Regions from separate parts of the Mus musculus genome. Here region 1 is linked to region 2. Evidence: chromatin contacts called from public capture Hi-C data. All regions are on one chromosome and are shown on one strand. Each heading gives the region's core, a stretch centred on a gene start, on an enhancer-like site or on the middle of the called end of the contact. The rest is flanking DNA. Distances are from core to core; before and after follow the strand shown. Region 1 holds the start of 1700019D03Rik (RIKEN cDNA 1700019D03 gene). Region 2 holds the start of Nab1 (Ngfi-A binding protein 1).

Region 1 (4,334 bases), core at 738-3,237, 450 kb after region 2:
GATCTCCGGCCACTCTTGTGATTGGCTTTTTCAGTACTTTGAATTTCAGCACTCACCCTGAAAGTGGATGGCATTAACCTCATTTTTGGAAAAGGAATAATAAGTACCAGACTTCAAAATCCTGGAACCATCTCTGCTGTGCCACCGGCTTCTAACTGTGCAACCTTCAACATAAAAGCCTGCCCTGTGCATTGCATTGACTTGAACTTCAAGCAAATTCCTCAGATGTGTAGAATTGACACAATGAATGTCAGAATCAAAGCTGGGATGGATGCATTAAAGTGGAAGTTAGAGGTTTAAAGTAATATAAACCAAGAGAGAAAGCGTTCCCCCTCAAAACCACCAAGCTGCACAGATTAAAGAGGAAGAAAGTCAGCTTGACAACAACAGGGACGTATGAGTTTTTAGTCAAGCTCAGAGTATTTGCTTGATGGTTTCAGGATAAGCTGATGTGTTTAACTCGAGTTTGGTTACTCATTAAAGAAAAGTAAAACATTCTGTCTCCCGAGCACCTGTATGCACTGTGTGGGTTAACAGTTTCATCCTTACAGCAGCCAGCTAAAGCAGACAGAAACTCTATCACCACACATCTTTCCTTTCTCTACTGTCTTCTCTGCTTTCTTTCTTTTTCTTTTCTTTACTTTTTTTTAGGGAGTGAGCTCCAAATTTAAAGTTTTAGACTTTCTTTTCAAAGAGAAGTAGACATCCTGAATGTAATCTTGGAAGTTGAAAGGTTGTTGGCTGGGGCAGGACTGAGGAGACACAAGCAGAAGTCAGCTCAGTGTAAACACGGCTTTTCTGACAGGAGCAGGATATAACTCCAAACACTGAGTTCCTCACACTGAAGTGGCCAATCAGAACCTGGCTTCTGGCAGCAGTGCTGTGTGGACAGCATACTGAAATTGCCTGAGGGCAGACCACAGTTTAAAGTACCCTTATTATCTCATAATGTACCTACAGTTATTTTTCTTACACAGCAAAAAGAAAAAAAGAAAGAAAAGAGTAAATATGAAGTTACTATTTTTCCCAGAACCTTTCTGCTATACTTAATACCATTTCCCATCCATACATACAAGATAGCTGTGTCAGGAAATAAAACCCCTTTCAAAGGAAAAACGGATTTTCTTGACTCGTGCTTAGCTATATTATCCCCCTGAAATTTTGCCAAAAATCTCCATCTCATATATACGGGCAGTGACGGATCTTTAAAAAGAGGTGGACAGTTTACCCACTAGTTTATGTTGTTTTGTTACCTTCAGTAAAAGATGGGGGAGGGGTCAAAACAGCAATAGAAGAGAAACGACTGGACTGCGTCTGGAGCTTTCTCTGGTAGCTGGGCTCCCACTGTCTATTCTTTCATTTCTCTTTCATTTGCATCATTTCCCCTCAGGATTCAGCCTCCCACAGCTTCCAAGAGTACAGACACTCTGCTAATCATGTGCCACTCAGCACAAGCCTGACAGCTTGACTTGTGCATGTAGTGTCCTTACCGGAAAACCTCCATTCATTCTTCAGGTGGGGAGGAGGATGAACCTGCATCTTGCAATGAGCAATGAAATACTTTAGTTTGTGGGCTCGGAACAAGATCAGAAGATGGAGCTAAAGGCTCAATTAAGGAACCTAGGATGTGAGGTTGTGTCCAGGACAGCTGGCTGTGAAATGTTAGATAAAATTAACTACTGCAACTCCGGCTTTCCTGGGTTGGAAAGTCAAAAGGTCACAGCATCGGAGCAGGACACCCACCTTCCAGATGTTCACTTACCCTACACTGCAGCGGGCCAGCTGCACCGCCATCGCAAGTCTGCGCGGCCTCGGCCGAGGAGGCGCGGGCGCTTGGCTGTTCTCATGCCCCTGGCCGCAGCCCGGGCTCCCAGGGTGGGTGCTGCCCCCCAGGGCGGGGCCTCAGGAAGGGAGCCGAAGCCTGAAAAGGTGCGGCATGGCCGGGCAGCAGAGACAACGTCTCCCCTGGAGTAGGGCGGACGTCCTTCGGCAGTGGTCCCGGCTCCTCCCCCTGCACCCCTCCTAATCCACCCCCCTCCTCCCAGAACTGCTCACGAGTTCGCGGCTCGCTCCCTGAAAGTGGAGCCAAGGGACCCGCGGCTACGGAGCACAACCCTCAGTGTTGGCACCGCCAGGGGCTACCCCTGCCCAACAGCATTGGGTTCCAAGCACAACCAAAGGGATCCGAAGTGCTGGGCCACAGCTCGCACTCCCACCCGGCAACCTATTCACACACGGCTCCACCTCCCCAGCAAGATCCAGACCACCAAGTATGAAAGCTAAGTGAGCTTGTATCTCCCTCTCCTGCCCCACATCCCCAGAGCCACCTGGACTGAGACATCACCTGATCTCTGTCCACGTGGGAGCAGGCGCGGCTCGTCCGGTGCTGCAGCGTGGCGCCAGCCCCGCAGGTGATCTCCTGTCACCTGCCCCGGGGCCCTCCCCTGAAGGCTGCGCTGCTCCAGTGCCAGTTTAGCAGTCAAACCTGTTTTGATCCCAACGCCACGCCTCGCAGCTCTACCCTAAGACACCACCAGACCTAAGTACTTTGCCCCAGTGCACTCGGAAGTGCACCAAGCACTTCTAAATTTAAAAATGCGTCCAGTATTGCACTTTTCTATCCCCGAGTACCCAAATATCGAAACGCTTGTTTCTCAAAACAAAACATCAAGAAAGATCATATTCTTACCCTTTAAGGAAACAAGCGCCTCAAAACATAGCCATTATTCAGTTAGACCTCATTCCATGAGATGCCTGCATCTGTCTGTGTGATTCCCATCGTCAGTAACCGCCCCAAGAGAATGACAAAAGAACCATTATTCCATCCTGTCCTACAATGGATTGTCAATGCAAAATTCATGCCCCAAGGGACCTCAGCAGAACTCTCTCAGTTCCTTGCTTTACAGATGCAGATGCTTAGGCTGAGCCCAGCCTTAGGATTGGGGGGAGGGGGGGGCGGGGATGCAGAGATGAGTGGATTCCTGAGAACCCACAGCCAAAGGGGCAACCTTCAGGTTTCATGAAGGACCCTGACTCAAGTAAATTAGGTCCAGAGCAGTTGAAGATGCTACCCAAGGGCACACACACACACACACACACACACACACACACTTCAGCACTTTCCTCTCTCCCCACTCCTAAAGAAAAGCCTGAAGCCTATAGGCTAACATAAACAGGGCCTTTTGGAGGTCCATTTCAGTAAAAAATTAACTCAGAGAGCAAAGGATCTAAGAAGTCCCTCCAGACCTAGCTCAGCTTTAAGTGAATCCAGCATTTTAGTTTAGTTCTGTGCAAATCAGCTAAGGTAACTTTGACCTGAAAATATTGTGCCTCAAACATATCAATTTTTTCATTTAGTGTGATTAATGGCACCAGACAAACAGAATATGAATATTAAATTGATTTGTTTGATAAGCAACTATTGCAGTGTACAAAGTTGATTATATCTAAATGGAGCATGCATTCACATACATTTCAAGCACACTGTGCTAAATAATTATGATTAAATGCAATGTTATTTGCTTGCTTTTATCTTTCTCAGTTCAGTCAACCGATGTTGCTATTATTTTAAGTGATCTCTAGCCCAATCCTGAGTGACAAGTGTTAGGCCTTGATGGGCTCTGGGAGAGAAGAAATTTGTAGCTATCCATCCTAGTTAGCAGGGCAGAGAAGAAAATGTTAGTCTCTGGCTTCCGTCATAATGGAACTCCAGACACAAGCATATTACTTTCTTTATGTGAGTGTGTGTTGGAGAGTATGTGTGTGTACATGCCTGTGTGTGTGGGTGTGTGCCCGTGACTGCAGGTGGAGGCCAAAAGTCCATGTCAGATGTTTTATTCTATTACTCTCCTCCTATTGTGACAAAGGGTCTTTCACTGAACCTGGGGCTGGTGAATGTGGCTAGACTGACTTGCCAGCAAGCCCCTGGGCTTCTGACTTCCTCTTCCCAGCACTGAGGTACAGGCACACTGTGACACCTGGGGTTTTACATGGGTGCTCAGGATCTCAATTCTAGTGTCCTATTTGCACAGCAAGCACTTTAGCCACTGGACTATCTCCCTAGCCCCAAGTGTAAGCTAATTCTGCTCTATTCGAGGTCACACTGGATCATCTTTATGAGGAGTCATCTACTCTTAACCTTTGGTCTAAGAAAGAAGCTGACACCAGAGGAGAAAGGTCTGGCACCATACTGTGATTGTCAGATCCAGGCCTGACCCTCCTCTCCTCTCCATGGATGGTCAAGAGTTTGTCTTAGAGACTGCACCAGTGTCGGGCTACCCTGATGGATGCACAATGGGCTGAGGATGGGAGACAATCCTCAGGTTCCCCAGCAT
Region 2 (3,911 bases), core at 872-3,371:
GAGATTTCCTTATTTTAAAAATGCAACAAAAACAGGTTTATTATAATGAGATAGCCAAGGCCTAACTCTAGCATGGATTCTAAGTCACCAGGCACAGAACTCTAACACACTTGCTACCATCCACCCATTTTTTACTCTTAAAATCTAGAGTTCATGACACAAATTCTTCAAAGGTCTGCCCCACTTCATAATTTTTCTTTCAAAGCATCTACAATACAAAGTTAAATAAACCATACGTCCTTAAAGTTGAAGTAAAAGAGATATGAAATTGTTTAAATAATGAAGAGGAGACAAGGCTAGGTTTTCTATAGGGCATGGTTGTTATTAATCAGCAACAAAAGAAAAACTTTTAGTTTAGGTATGATTATGCAATTATAATCTACGTACTTGATGAAATTTATTAGGCATAATAGCTCACTAAAATTTTCTGTATCATCTAGATGAATCTTAAGAATTTGTCATCTGAAATATATTCACAACTAAAGGACAGAATGAAGTAAAATTTCCAGTGCCCCATGCTGTCACTAATACAGTCCCACACAACAGGAGACTGGGCCTCAGGAGAGAAAAAGCATGCTCAGTAGTGGAATGGCAGGCTAAGCATAAGATGGTCAAGTCAAAAAAAAAAAAAAAAAAAAAAAAAAAAAAGAAAAAGAAAAGAAAGAAAGAAAGAAAGAAACAAATTATCTCCCTAGCACTTCTTGAAATTATTTTCTTTCAAGATGTAATGTTCCAGTATCTAAACTGGAAACAGAGATGAAGAAGGCTGACTGCACTGCCTATCTACAAATTCTCAACAGCATACTTATTTATCTGCTTGAGCTTACTGAAAGAACAGAATTAAATGTCTCAAAAGATGCAAGCTGGAGGAAGAAACCTTCAATCCAAGTCACTTGTGCTGGCACAGAAGCTGGGTGTGAAGCAGCTCTTTGAATCTCAGGAAGATAGCCTCCACCCTGGTCGGCTATCCGATACAATGGACCCTATACATCCTCTCTCCAGTATCTCTTCTTAAAACCGGCAGATGAATTATAAATGTCATAACATATATTGTACAAAGAAAGATTTTTCAAAAAGTGAATATTTAAAAAGGGTAATTCGCTGCGTGTACAAAACAGCGAACCATTTCGGATGTGACTAATCTTATTTTAAATTCGGTTCCTCTGCTCCTATGCAATCTAATATTAACTATTAAAACTGCCAAAATATTTTTATACGAGATCTTAGAATCTCCTTAGAGATTCTGATCTTTGCACTCCGTAAAGTTGGCAGGCACGTCACTGGCAAACCAATCGGTAGTGACAACTTACTCCAAACCAGCTCTTTCGGATCAAATTGTAAATTAGCAGGCAATCCAAAATTTCCCAAGCCTCCCTGAGCCAGGGCACGGTTCCCGCTGGTCGCCCGCTGCAAAACTTGGTCAGCTCAACCTACAGACGCAAATTCCAGCTCTACCCAGGAGATTCCTTGCAGATCTCCCGGGTTGACCGTACTTCGGTGTCTGTCCCCGTAAGGTCACACACCTGCGTCCAAAGCTTCTCTGTCCTACACGTGTCTGCACATTCCCCACTCAGCCTCAAAGGCTCGGCGACTCCCGCTTCCCTGCACCTGGGTGCCAAGTTTCTGAAAGCCACTTCCAAGCAAAACTCTCCTTCCGCTCTGAAAACACAACTACAGTAGGAAGGGGCGGATAACAGGAAGAAAGCGGAGACTCAGCGGCACTTTTCGGAAGTCCCTGGTCGCCCCGGAGCTGGCACCCCACGCGGGCCCGCGAGCGCGTCCTCCCCGCACAGCCCGCGCCCCCCGCCCGGCAGGACGCGACGGCCCCGCCGAGCCACGCGTCCGCGCCCCCCGCTCCATCTCGAGGCCCTCCCGGTACCTACGCGGCCCGCAGCTGCGGCGCGCTCCGCGACGACGGCTCTGCCGGGCTCCTGCGGCGGCTGCGGCGGCCGGGACGCCCCCGCGCCCATCGAGGGGGGCAGGGACGCGGTGGGCGCGCGCTCCGTCCCCCGCCCGCCCCGACGGCGCTCGCTCGGTCGCGCGGGCGGAGGCTCGGGCGGAGGCGGGCGGCGGCGGCCCCGGGCGCCCTCCCTAGGCCTCTCCCGCCGCCCCTCCCTCGGCCTCTCCCTCTCCCTCCCCCGCCACCTCCGCCGCCCCCGCCCCGCCCCGCGCGCTGTCACATCGGGAGATTCCGCTCTTGCTCCATTCGCCGCTCCGGCTCCCGCCCACGCGCGGCCGAGTGACGCAGATCCCGGCGTGGGCGGCCGCGGGGCGGGGGTGGGGGCCGGCGGGGCTGAGGCTCGGCGCGGTCCCGGGGGTGGCCCATTCCCACGGCAGCTGGGAGCGCGCGGGTGGGGGCGCGCGCGCGGGTCGGAGGAGGAGGAGGCTTCCGTGGATCCGCGGACAGCGCTGCCTGCCAAGCCCCGCACCGGGCCCGCCCAGGAGGGAGGGGGTGGGGGGGGTACAGAACCGCAGGTGCGGTGCGGACCTGTCCCTCCTCGCCCACTCCACCCTGTCCCCACCCTCGCCCAGGCCTGGTTTGAGGAGGGAGGAAAGGGAAACTCTGGCCTGGTGGCTTAATGACACCCTTTTCATGTCTGGAAACCTTGTGTTACTTTACAGGCCATTCTCTGTTGTCTTCCTGTAGGCAAATGACACACTCCTGGTGCTGTCTTGAGCGTGTCAAAATAGAGTTCTTAAGGCAAGGTGTAGACATTTTGAGCTTGGTTTGCATAAACTTTTCTAGCCAAAGAAAGTGTTACAGCACCTCAAAAGCTAAAGCTATTGCCAAAATTTTAAGGGGAAAAAAATTAAATCTATTTTTGCCTTCCTTGGGGAGGGGGTTTCAAAGAAAAGAATTCAAGTTTTAATGGTGTGCTCTTACTGCAATACAGGTAGAATCCTGTTTTAATGTACATATAAAAATCCAGTTTTATATAGGAGGCCGTTCCCACTTCCTGGCTGGCCTCCCAGAGTGTGCCTACTTGGTTGAAGGGGATACAAGGCATTCTTTGAGAAGAGAAATTCTTTAAACCACATCTTTATGTTGCAACAATGGGTGGGATGATAATATTGAAAGAAAAAGACCTTATTAAATAAACCATTTTTTCTTTTTGTAAAAACATGTTCTACAAATGAGTGATGTCAATGGAATAGATATGTACTTAAATGCATAAATATATAAACATATAGTTACATGGTTAAGTATACATTTAAGCTGAAATATCTTCCCTGTTAGTGACAAGCCTGTCTAGAATAGTTGGTATTTTAAATAATTATTCTTAGTTCCTCAAATTCTTCAGAAGAAATAACAGCTACAAGTGTCTCCCTGCCACTCCAATTGTCAGTGTTTATGCTCCTGCTCAGCGAAGAGGAATTTAATTTGGGTGGTTGTAGTACAGTCAGGGCTACTGAGACAATTTCTTGGCCGGTGTGGAAAGGTAGAGGTTAATGGGTAGTCGAGCAATGAAATCCGCAAAATTCTTCTAATTCTTCACTGGGAACTCTGATGGTTTGCAAACATTGTTGCTTCTGAAAAGCCTAGGGGGAGGGGTGCGTGTAGCTTTATGCCACGCAGTTAGTGATTAGTCAACTTGGTGAGCTCACCTGCACTGCACAGCGTTCTCCAGAATTGAGTCCAAATTGCATGCTGTGCTCCGGTAGGGCGTGCTTCTGCCCTGCTGAAGGCTATACCGACAAGGAAATGTGTCTGGGGCTGATCCTTTTTACAGTTAACCACTCAAGTCCTTCCTTGTTTATGTTCTGGGCACATTAGATAGTGTGTTCTTCCCACATTAAGAATGGCATTCTGGGCCCACTATGCTTTGCTTAAATGCCCTATGGTTTCTGGGAGAGGTGGTGGGAGGAAAGAAAATGAAAGAAAAAAATTTTAAGCTTTTAGGCATCAGGTT

The links. Capture Hi-C pulls out chosen DNA fragments and counts their contacts.
Region 1: a capture Hi-C map of macrophages shows a contact between it and region 2, with 4 times the contacts expected there. The contact joins the promoter of 1700019D03Rik here to the promoter of Nab1 in region 2. A contact is called at or near these places in 5 of 39 promoter capture datasets (the HPC-7 cell line, cranial neural crest, embryonic stem cells and 2 more), 2 of 484 Hi-C or Micro-C datasets (embryonic stem cells and large pre-B cells), 5 of 115 datasets of contacts at active chromatin or transcription factors (bone marrow-derived macrophages, embryonic stem cells and large pre-B cells) and 3 of 9 other capture datasets (adipose tissue, embryonic stem cells and macrophages).

What each region holds. Positions count from the first base shown.
Region 1 is chr1:52,950,853-52,955,186 of GRCm38.p6, forward strand. It overlaps 1700019D03Rik (RIKEN cDNA 1700019D03 gene), which reads right to left and starts at 1,988. Exons shown (of 2, transcript NM_144953.3): 1 at 1,763-1,988.
Region 2 is chr1:52,498,327-52,502,237 of GRCm38.p6, forward strand. It overlaps Nab1 (Ngfi-A binding protein 1), which reads right to left and starts at 2,122. Exons shown (of 8, transcript NM_008667.3): 1 at 1,884-2,122.